2 separate regions of the Gossypium hirsutum genome follow, and region 2 is linked to region 1. Evidence: chromatin contacts called from public Hi-C data. All regions are on one chromosome and are shown on one strand. Each heading gives the region's core, a stretch centred on a gene start, on an enhancer-like site or on the middle of the called end of the contact. The rest is flanking DNA. Distances are from core to core; before and after follow the strand shown.

Evidence for each region. Hi-C and Micro-C count contacts between places; a contact is called where the count stands out from the background.
Region 2: a Hi-C map of leaf shows a contact between it and region 1, with 2.7 times the contacts expected there. The contact joins the promoter of LOC107918844 here to the promoter of LOC107893924 in region 1. A contact is called at or near these places in 4 of 34 Hi-C or Micro-C datasets (hypocotyl and leaf).

Annotation. Positions count from the first base shown.
Region 1 is chrD13:15,849,082-15,853,190 of Gossypium_hirsutum_v2.1, reverse strand. It overlaps LOC107893924 (alpha-1,4 glucan phosphorylase L-2 isozyme, chloroplastic/amyloplastic), which reads right to left and starts at 1,867. Exons shown (of 15, transcript XM_016819070.2): 1 at 1,124-1,867; 2 at 575-804; 3 at 364-465; 4 at 1-111. The coding sequence starts at 1,319.
Region 2 is chrD13:16,045,782-16,049,913 of Gossypium_hirsutum_v2.1, reverse strand. It overlaps LOC107918844 (beta-glucosidase 40), which reads left to right and starts at 1,473. Exons shown (of 12, transcript XM_016848427.2): 1 at 1,473-1,856; 2 at 2,513-2,570; 3 at 2,741-2,799; 4 at 2,906-2,981; 5 at 3,091-3,162; 6 at 3,248-3,335; 7 at 3,419-3,665; 8 at 3,823-4,132. The coding sequence starts at 1,725. It overlaps LOC107918349 (COBW domain-containing protein 1), which reads right to left and starts at 865. Exons shown (of 9, transcript XM_016847883.2): 1 at 335-865; 2 at 30-247. The coding sequence starts at 583.

The DNA of each region.
Region 1 (4,109 bases), core at 618-3,117:
TTTGTATCTAAGTCCATATCCCCAAGCAGGGTAATTTAATGTTGCTAAGGAGTCCAAAAAGCAGGAAGCTAAACGTCCTAAGCCACCGTTGCCAAGTGCAGCATCTGGTTCCTGGTCAGCAAGAAACTGAAAACTTCAGTAACTCAAATAAAGCAAAAATGTGCAAAGCATAATGAATTTGCTTGAAAGGAATTCACCATTAAGTAAAACATGTAAAGGTTTTGTTTCCCTTTACTGATTACAGTTGCCAGGTCTTTCTTGGATAATTAAATTTCCCATTTTAAGCAAGTTCATTACTTTTTTCAACCTTCCGGTCTTAATTATGCTAAATATAAGTGTTTTTAAAATCATGAAGGATCTAACCTCCCTAGCTACATCCTCCAAATTGTGTCCCAGTTTCTTCAAAGCTTCTGCATAGGCTCCTGTAAGCTCTAAGTTACCAATGGCATTCAGCAAAGCTCTACCCTGCATCAATGGTGACTGGGAATATTTAACAAACATTTGGCCAAGTAATTTGGTTCCAAAAACCAAATAAATATCAGGAAAAAGTGGACAAATTTAAGGCCAAATTAACCTGTAGATACTCCATAGAAAGATAATATGCTTGCTTCACATTGATTTTCTCATAGTAAGCATATGTAGCATTCCAGTTTATAATAAGCGAATCACGGACGCTTTCGGCTGTTGCTTTGAACGCCTTGGGGAGCTCGAAATGGTCCGGCGCAAATGAGGGTGTGAACTCAGAATGGTATTTAATACTTGATGCAATGGATGCAGAATCTGGAACAAATGTATCTAAAGAAGCTGCAAATCACATCAACATATCACATTAATGATTCAAATGACCAAACAAAAAGATCAATAAAACACCATGATCAACATATTTAGGGGGTTTTGAGATCCATTAGTGGAAAGAAGTGAAAAACAAAGATAAAAAGAGGACCCTAAAAGCCACTTTAGCATTATATATTAGGGAATTCTTGAACCAAGTAATCTAGGGTACAAAACCCTTCAAGCCTCCATTACGAAACTATTCAAAACCTTCCCTTCACTGCCTACTAATAGGTTTATAAAGAGAAAAATACTATGAAATTGCATTAAGTGACTAAAAAGTGAAAGTAACCTTCTTCAGTGATTTGACCTTCTTCTTTGAGGTCCTGCCTTTGGTCACTGGCAACACTTTTGATAATGAATTTTCTCCTTGAAAAAGTAAAGCTTGAACCTTTTTTTAGGAAGAACAAATTTGGGTTCCTTGCTTTATAGTTAAAACAAATGAAGGTGGAGTGAAAACTGGTTGCAGAGAAAGGTAGAGACGCCATTGTTCCTGGTTTTCTTTATTAGTTTCCACCAATCACTACCTTTCCCTTCAGTTCAGAAAGAGTAAGAATGTTTCTATGATATTTAAAAAAAAAGAACAAATGAGTGAAAGAGAGAGTGTTGCTTTTGTCGTCTTATCTTCATTTTGGCGCTTCATCATCATCATCATCATCCTTATCTCAATTTCTCATGTTATAAACGAGGGAAATTAACACTATAGTTATATCGTGTTCTTGAAATTAACGGATGCCATTTTGCTTAATGAAGTGTTATTTAGATTTGTAGTAACTCTCTTGTTTGTTAGTGAAATGGGTGTCATTAACATCTTGTTTGCAGTCAAAAGCATTTGATAAAAGTAATAATGATGCCATTAATGGAGATTATAGCATGTTTCAAACCAGATATTTCTGACCAAATAAAAAAATCAAAGATTGCGTTGGAGGTTAATTGTTAAGGAGGATGAGGTAACCAAATTAAATTAAGACCGTTGGAAGAGGGGAAAACAGGAGATTTTGGTCACATAGGAGAAGTTGAAGCATGTTTGGTTGTTGAAAGGGCAGAGAGGGAGGGACCATCCTAAGTAGAGGCCATGGCTTGTCGTTATATTAGATATTTTGCAGCAAAGAGGAAAAAATGTGATGCTTTTAAATAGAAACTTTATGAAAATTCTAGTCAAGCCAACCCCAAAATTTTTAGCTTTTACCAAAATTTCTCACATAATCTATTCCTATTCACCCTATTTATTTAAATGATTTAAATTTTTACACAAATATGTGTTTAAAGATTTAGTCGAAAATGTGGTTAATTTAAACTCATGGATTAAATTGTAAAAAATTAATTGTTATAGATTTTTAATTAGGGAAAGACTTGAAGACTTAAATAGCAATTATCCTAAGGACTAAAATGGCTAGTAGACCAATTCAAAATGGATGATAGTGGGATCTGATGTTAACTATCATTAGCATAGGTTAATTAAATATTAGAGTTTAATTAATCATGATTAAGTAAACTAATTAAGATTAACTAAAATTAATCTTAGTATATAAGTAAAACTTAGTGGGAAAAGATGACAAAAGTCATCATATTCTTCCCAAATGCCACCATCCACCATTGTTATGTTAAGAAGAAAAGCTTCAAAACTGAAGTAACATTCGATCAACATTACAAGTAAGTTTTTAGCCATTTTTTTATAGATTTTTTTTATCATGAGAGCTTGATTGAGGTAACCCGTATATCAATTTGTTTAATTAGTGAGATTTTGATAAGTTACCATTGTTGAGAATTGGATGAATTAGGTATGAAATTGATAGAAATTAAGCTTAGGTTATGAAAATGACTAAATTGTACAGCTTAACAAACTTGATTGTTAGCTTGTTTACATCAGGGACCAAATTTAATAAAAAGAAAACCTATTATGAAATTATGGTAGAAATAGAAAGTATAAAGTCTTTAATGAATAGCTGTGAAATCAGATTTCAATTTAAAGCTTTAGACTGAAAGTTGTGCTTGTCTTGGTTTTAAGGGCTAAATTGAATAAATTACAAAATATGCATGAATTGATATTTGGTTGTAAATTGATTGGAAATTGATAGTGTGTTATATTTTGACTGCCCATAACTGACATCAACGTGAAACCTTTGGAAAGGAAAGGAAAAGCGAAAGTTGTTAACTAGTGACACAAGACCATGGTTTGTACTTTTTATAATTCGAGATAGAATTAATTGTTTGCATATATATGTTAGTTGAATGAGAGCATGTCAAGGTGAGTATGCCTTGATGATATGAAATGTTATGTTGAGTTTTGGTATGGATTATCAGGATAGGTGACTAAAATGAAAAATGACATTAAATACTTGAATTGTGATATGTGATATAGAAATTGAAATGAAATATGTTATATAATATGAAATATATGTATTTGATGATGAAATGAGATTGTAATTATGAAAATGATATGAGATCTAATGTGGACTGAATTGCAAAATGAAATTGAACATTAGTACCTATTAGTTGTTTGAGTTGTGTCGAATATAGTTGGCATGTCATAGGTAGGGGTATTCAAACGGTTAACCGATCGATTAACCGATTCGAACTAGTATTAACCGAATTAGCCAAAATTTTTGTTGGAAAATAATTGTTGAGTGATGAATGGTAAATTGATGCTCAAATTAAACAATTGTATCACTTGATATTGCATTTTTTCACACAGTTGTATCTTTTGAACAATTGTATCTCTTGGTTTAATATTGCAGTTTTTTTCATTCATTGTCTCTAGTCACTTATATCTATTAATTTTTCAACAAAACTCTTAATGAATCGGTCTAAATCTCTTCATTCATTTTGTCTCCTCTATATAAAGCCAAGTTAGGAGATTTCAAAAACAAATCATCAAAAACCATCAATACTAAAAATTCTTTCTAAATTCATTTCTCCTGGTGATAGAGAAAGGTAAGATTGTGCTCAATTGATCACTGTTGTTGTGCTACTACTGTGATCGTTTGTTGTTATATCCTAGGAGACAGACGTCCAATGTTACTCAAAGCACCAAGTAGAGGTCGAATCTGTCTTAAGGAAATTGTTCATACAGGCCTCAACAAAATTCTTTTTCTAATTTTCAACTCTGTCCGATTACAGGTATTCTATTATGCTACTGCTACTGCATTGTATTGCATTATCATTGTTATTGACATATTAATACTACATACGATATTATATTTTCTTACAATCTTAAGAAAAAAATATTTGTTATAGTTTTAATCTAAGACGTATAGGTTACCATCGTAACTTATTTA
Region 2 (4,132 bases), core at 224-2,723, 200 kb before region 1:
AAAAGAAGGGTGAAATGGGGTAGTCTCACTTTTTCTTCATTTGAACAAGTTGTTCCAGTGCTTGAACCAAACTATGTTTAACAGTGCAACAAACACACCCATTAGCTAGCTCAACCCATTCTTCAACAAGGGCACCACTTTCTCCTTCGTTTATCATAGCCCTTTCAACTCCAATCTCTTCACCAAACTCATTCAAAATCACAGCAATCCTTTTCCCATGTTGGGCATTCAATATATAATTAACAAGCTAAAAAAATTAAAAAAAAAACACTTTCATCAGCTATAAGAAAGATAATCAAAACAAAAAAGTGTTTTGATGAGTTGATTTGATTACAGTGGATTTGCCAGCACCGAGGTAGCCAGTGATGACTGTTACCCCAACTGAAACGTAGTCGTTTTGAGGTTTCTCTTGATCAGATTGGGAAGGTTCCTCCACCGTTTGGTCAATTCGAATAGCAAGAGGTGGCTCTTCTTGGTCGTCAGCCATTATTTTTCCTCCTTCCTTTTTGCGTCTCAAAGACAAACTTGGGGGTTTATGGGATTTTGGAGAAATATGGGTCCTCAATCCTTCTCTTATACTCATAGGCCTACATGCTTGATTTTGATTTGGAGTCCGCTTTCAATGCTTTGGAACTTGGGTGAGTCAACCCAGTGCTGGTTTTGGGCTTTTACCTAATTTTTGTCCAACCCTAAAAAAATAGTTTTCGATGTTATATCTGTTGATGCAAAGATTGTCAGAATGTATCGATAACATCATGAGGTATTGTTCCTTTTACAAGTAAAGATCGTTTCCATAGCTTTGTTCACTGAGAAAGGACATAGATCGTGGGTATGTGATACTTGTTATATATAATTATGATGTGAGATTATATTTTTTTCTTATAAAACACTAGACCTCTCCTTAAATAAGGATGTGGATTGTGTTTCTATTAAGCTTTCATAAATATCATCAATTGTTGATATCTTTTTGGTGATGGGACGAGCTTGAATGTAACTTTTTAAGATAAATATTTTAAAATTTAAAAATTTAGAGTTCATTCAAGATTAATATGAATCAAAAAGTGTCGAACATTATGCTTCTTGATGCTGTCTCATACTTAAATGAGGAATGCAAGCTAAGCGTGTATGGAGAGGAAATAGTCTATACCTTATTTTTGGGTTGCCCAAGAGAATGCTTTGAGATTGTTTATTGGTGGACAATCTGGCCATGTTGGCGTGCTAGTTTGCCCAGCAACCAAATTATTGAGTTGCAACCTTTAGTGTCCTTTCTGACAAGATTATTGATCCTAACAAGCTACTTGTCGTCTCAAGTAATTAGCTTTCATATCTTTAATTTCTGTGTGTATAGTCTTTTGTGTTCACATGTTTTTAAAGAAATAAAATTCAAATATCACATCAATAAGCCGAAGTGATTTTTGCTCAAAATTAGGAGTGGAGGCCTGGCTGAAAGGACAAAATCACAAAGCCCTATCCAATCGCACTTTGTGGCTGGTACTTTGGGCAGGTAAAACAAGAAAACACCAACAGGGTCGGGGATTCCCATTGCCATTGGTAATACAAACAAAACATACCAGAGAGGAAAAGCATCCTTAGAACAAGAAAAAAGCAATATACTTGCATATATATAGATAAAAAAACTAATATTATATAAAAGCAAATAGAAAATCAATACAAAAATATCCTCTAGTTGAAGAGAAATTTATGTTAGAAGAAAAAAAAAAACCATGCATACGAGGAAAGACATTGCTTTAGCAATAACAATAGTTGTTGTTGGAATTCAAGCAGGCTTGTCTGAGATCAATAGAGCCGGTTTTCCAAAGGGCTTTGTTTTTGGAACTGCTTCTGCTGCATTCCAGGTTTTGGTCTTTTAATTTCTTTTCTTAAATTATTCTTTTCAAGCAAACTCTGTATGTGATTTGGGTATTGTTTGTTTTATCTAATTTTGAATTTTACATAGCAATAAATAAATAAATAATACCCACAGCTCCTAGTTTTCCTGGAAAATAAATAGTATCAACTGTTCCTTTAGTGGTTCATACAAAAAAGGGATAAGAACTTGGGATTCAATTGTCAAGACTTTGGAGAGCAGGGTTTTGTTGAGGTGGGATAAAGTTAAAAACTTTGGAGGGCCAGTGCTAAAAAGAGTATTACAATAACTTAAATTGTTCATTTAATAAATGAGCTAAAAAGGTTAAACTGAATTAGTTATATCTAAAAGGGGCTAAAAGAGAAATTAGACCATTTAACCGAATAGCCTTGAAATTTTGACAATGAAATAAGAAACCTTGGAAATAACCAAGTCAATGATTTCTTCTTTGGAAGGATTAAAGATACTAAAATGGCCTCTATGTACCCTTTTTCTTAATGGAAAGAATTTATGATACTACTAGCGTAAACTCAATTTGTTTGCTGTTGAAATGAATGCTTGAATCACATGCCATATTAATTAAAACAAGTTAAACAATTCTGATAATTACAACTCAACTTTTTTAAATACTATATTTTTTTCCAGTATGAGGGAGCAGTGAAGGAAGATGGAAGGGGACCAACTATTTGGGATACATTTTCAGGTATATGTACCTTAGCCATATTCATATGCAGATATAATGTATGATCCTGCAAATATATGAAAAAGTTAAAACATAGAATATATCCGTGCTGAATTATATTCCTGTACGTATTCAAGATTCACTTGAGCTCTGATTTTTAGTGAAATGGAACGTTTATTCCATGATCGCAGGGATAATAATTGATGGAAGTAATGCTGATGTTGCTGTAGATCAGTACCACCGCTATGTTGTAAGCCTACAACAAAACCAGCATCGGCAATTTGCTCATATCAAATGATTTGATTCATTTTCCTACAATATATGAACAGCATGTGATTTTGTTTCCATGAAAACAGGAAGATATACAACTGATGAAAGACATGGGGATGGATGCTTACAGGTTTTCAATAGCTTGGTCTAGGATATTCCCTTGTGAGCTTCCCAATTTCACTTGCTCTTAAAGCTTTTATCTTGTAAGAGAATAAAAAAAAATGGTGAAAAAAATGTGTAACAATTTGTCTTTTTCTTAAAATTGGAACAGATGGTACAGGAGAAATCAATCAAGCTGGTGTTGATCATTACAATAATCTCATCAATGCTCTACTTGCTAAAGGTATTGTTTACCTATGCCTTCAAAAAAAGAATTTGATATATGCGTTTATATGTATAGAAGCATTTTTTATTGTGTTGTGATGCAGGAATTGAACCATACGTGACCCTTTACCATTGGGATCTCCCTCAAGCATTGGAGGACAAGTACATTGGATGGCTCGATCGCCGAATTATGTAAAGAATGATCATTGAAAATCGTCTGTATATTCGTGTTCTTAATCTTTAGGCGTAATAGACATGGGTTTATACATTTGCAGAAAGGATTTTGCTTTGTATGCCGAGACATGCTTTGAGAAATTTGGTGACAGGGTGAAAAACTGGATCATATTTAACGAACCTCATACGTTCACTGTGCAAGGCTATTATTCAGGATACGAAGCACCAGGGCGATGCTCGTCGCTGCTGTGCAAGGTTGGAAACTCTACAACTGAGCCTTACATAGTTGCCCACAATGTTCTCCTCTCTTATGCAACAGTTGCAGATAGTTACAGGAGAAACTACAAGGTAAGAAATTTGGGTTACTTTCAGATTGGTTTTTGTCTAATCTGAACATGAAACAGCTGGTCGGTTCACTTTGAACCGTGTCTATGCAGACAACATCGGTAGTTTCACATTACCTACAGGATAAGGTACCATTTTAAGATCAATTGTCTGTATGCAGGAGAAACAAAATGGATCAATTGGGATATCATTGGATGTTAAGTGGTATGAACCGGTGACAAATGCAACAGAGAACATTGAAGCAACTCAAAGGGCCCAAGATTTTCAGCTTGGCTGGTTTCTTGACCCATTGATCTTCGGAGATTATCCAAGCTCAATGAGAAGCCGAGTAGGAAACCGTCTGCCAACTTTTACGGAATCCGAGTCTGCTCTTCTTAAGGGATCATTGGATTTTGTTGGCATCAATCATTACACTACATATTATGCAAGCGAAAATGCAACTAATTCGATTTTCGATTTGCTTAATGATT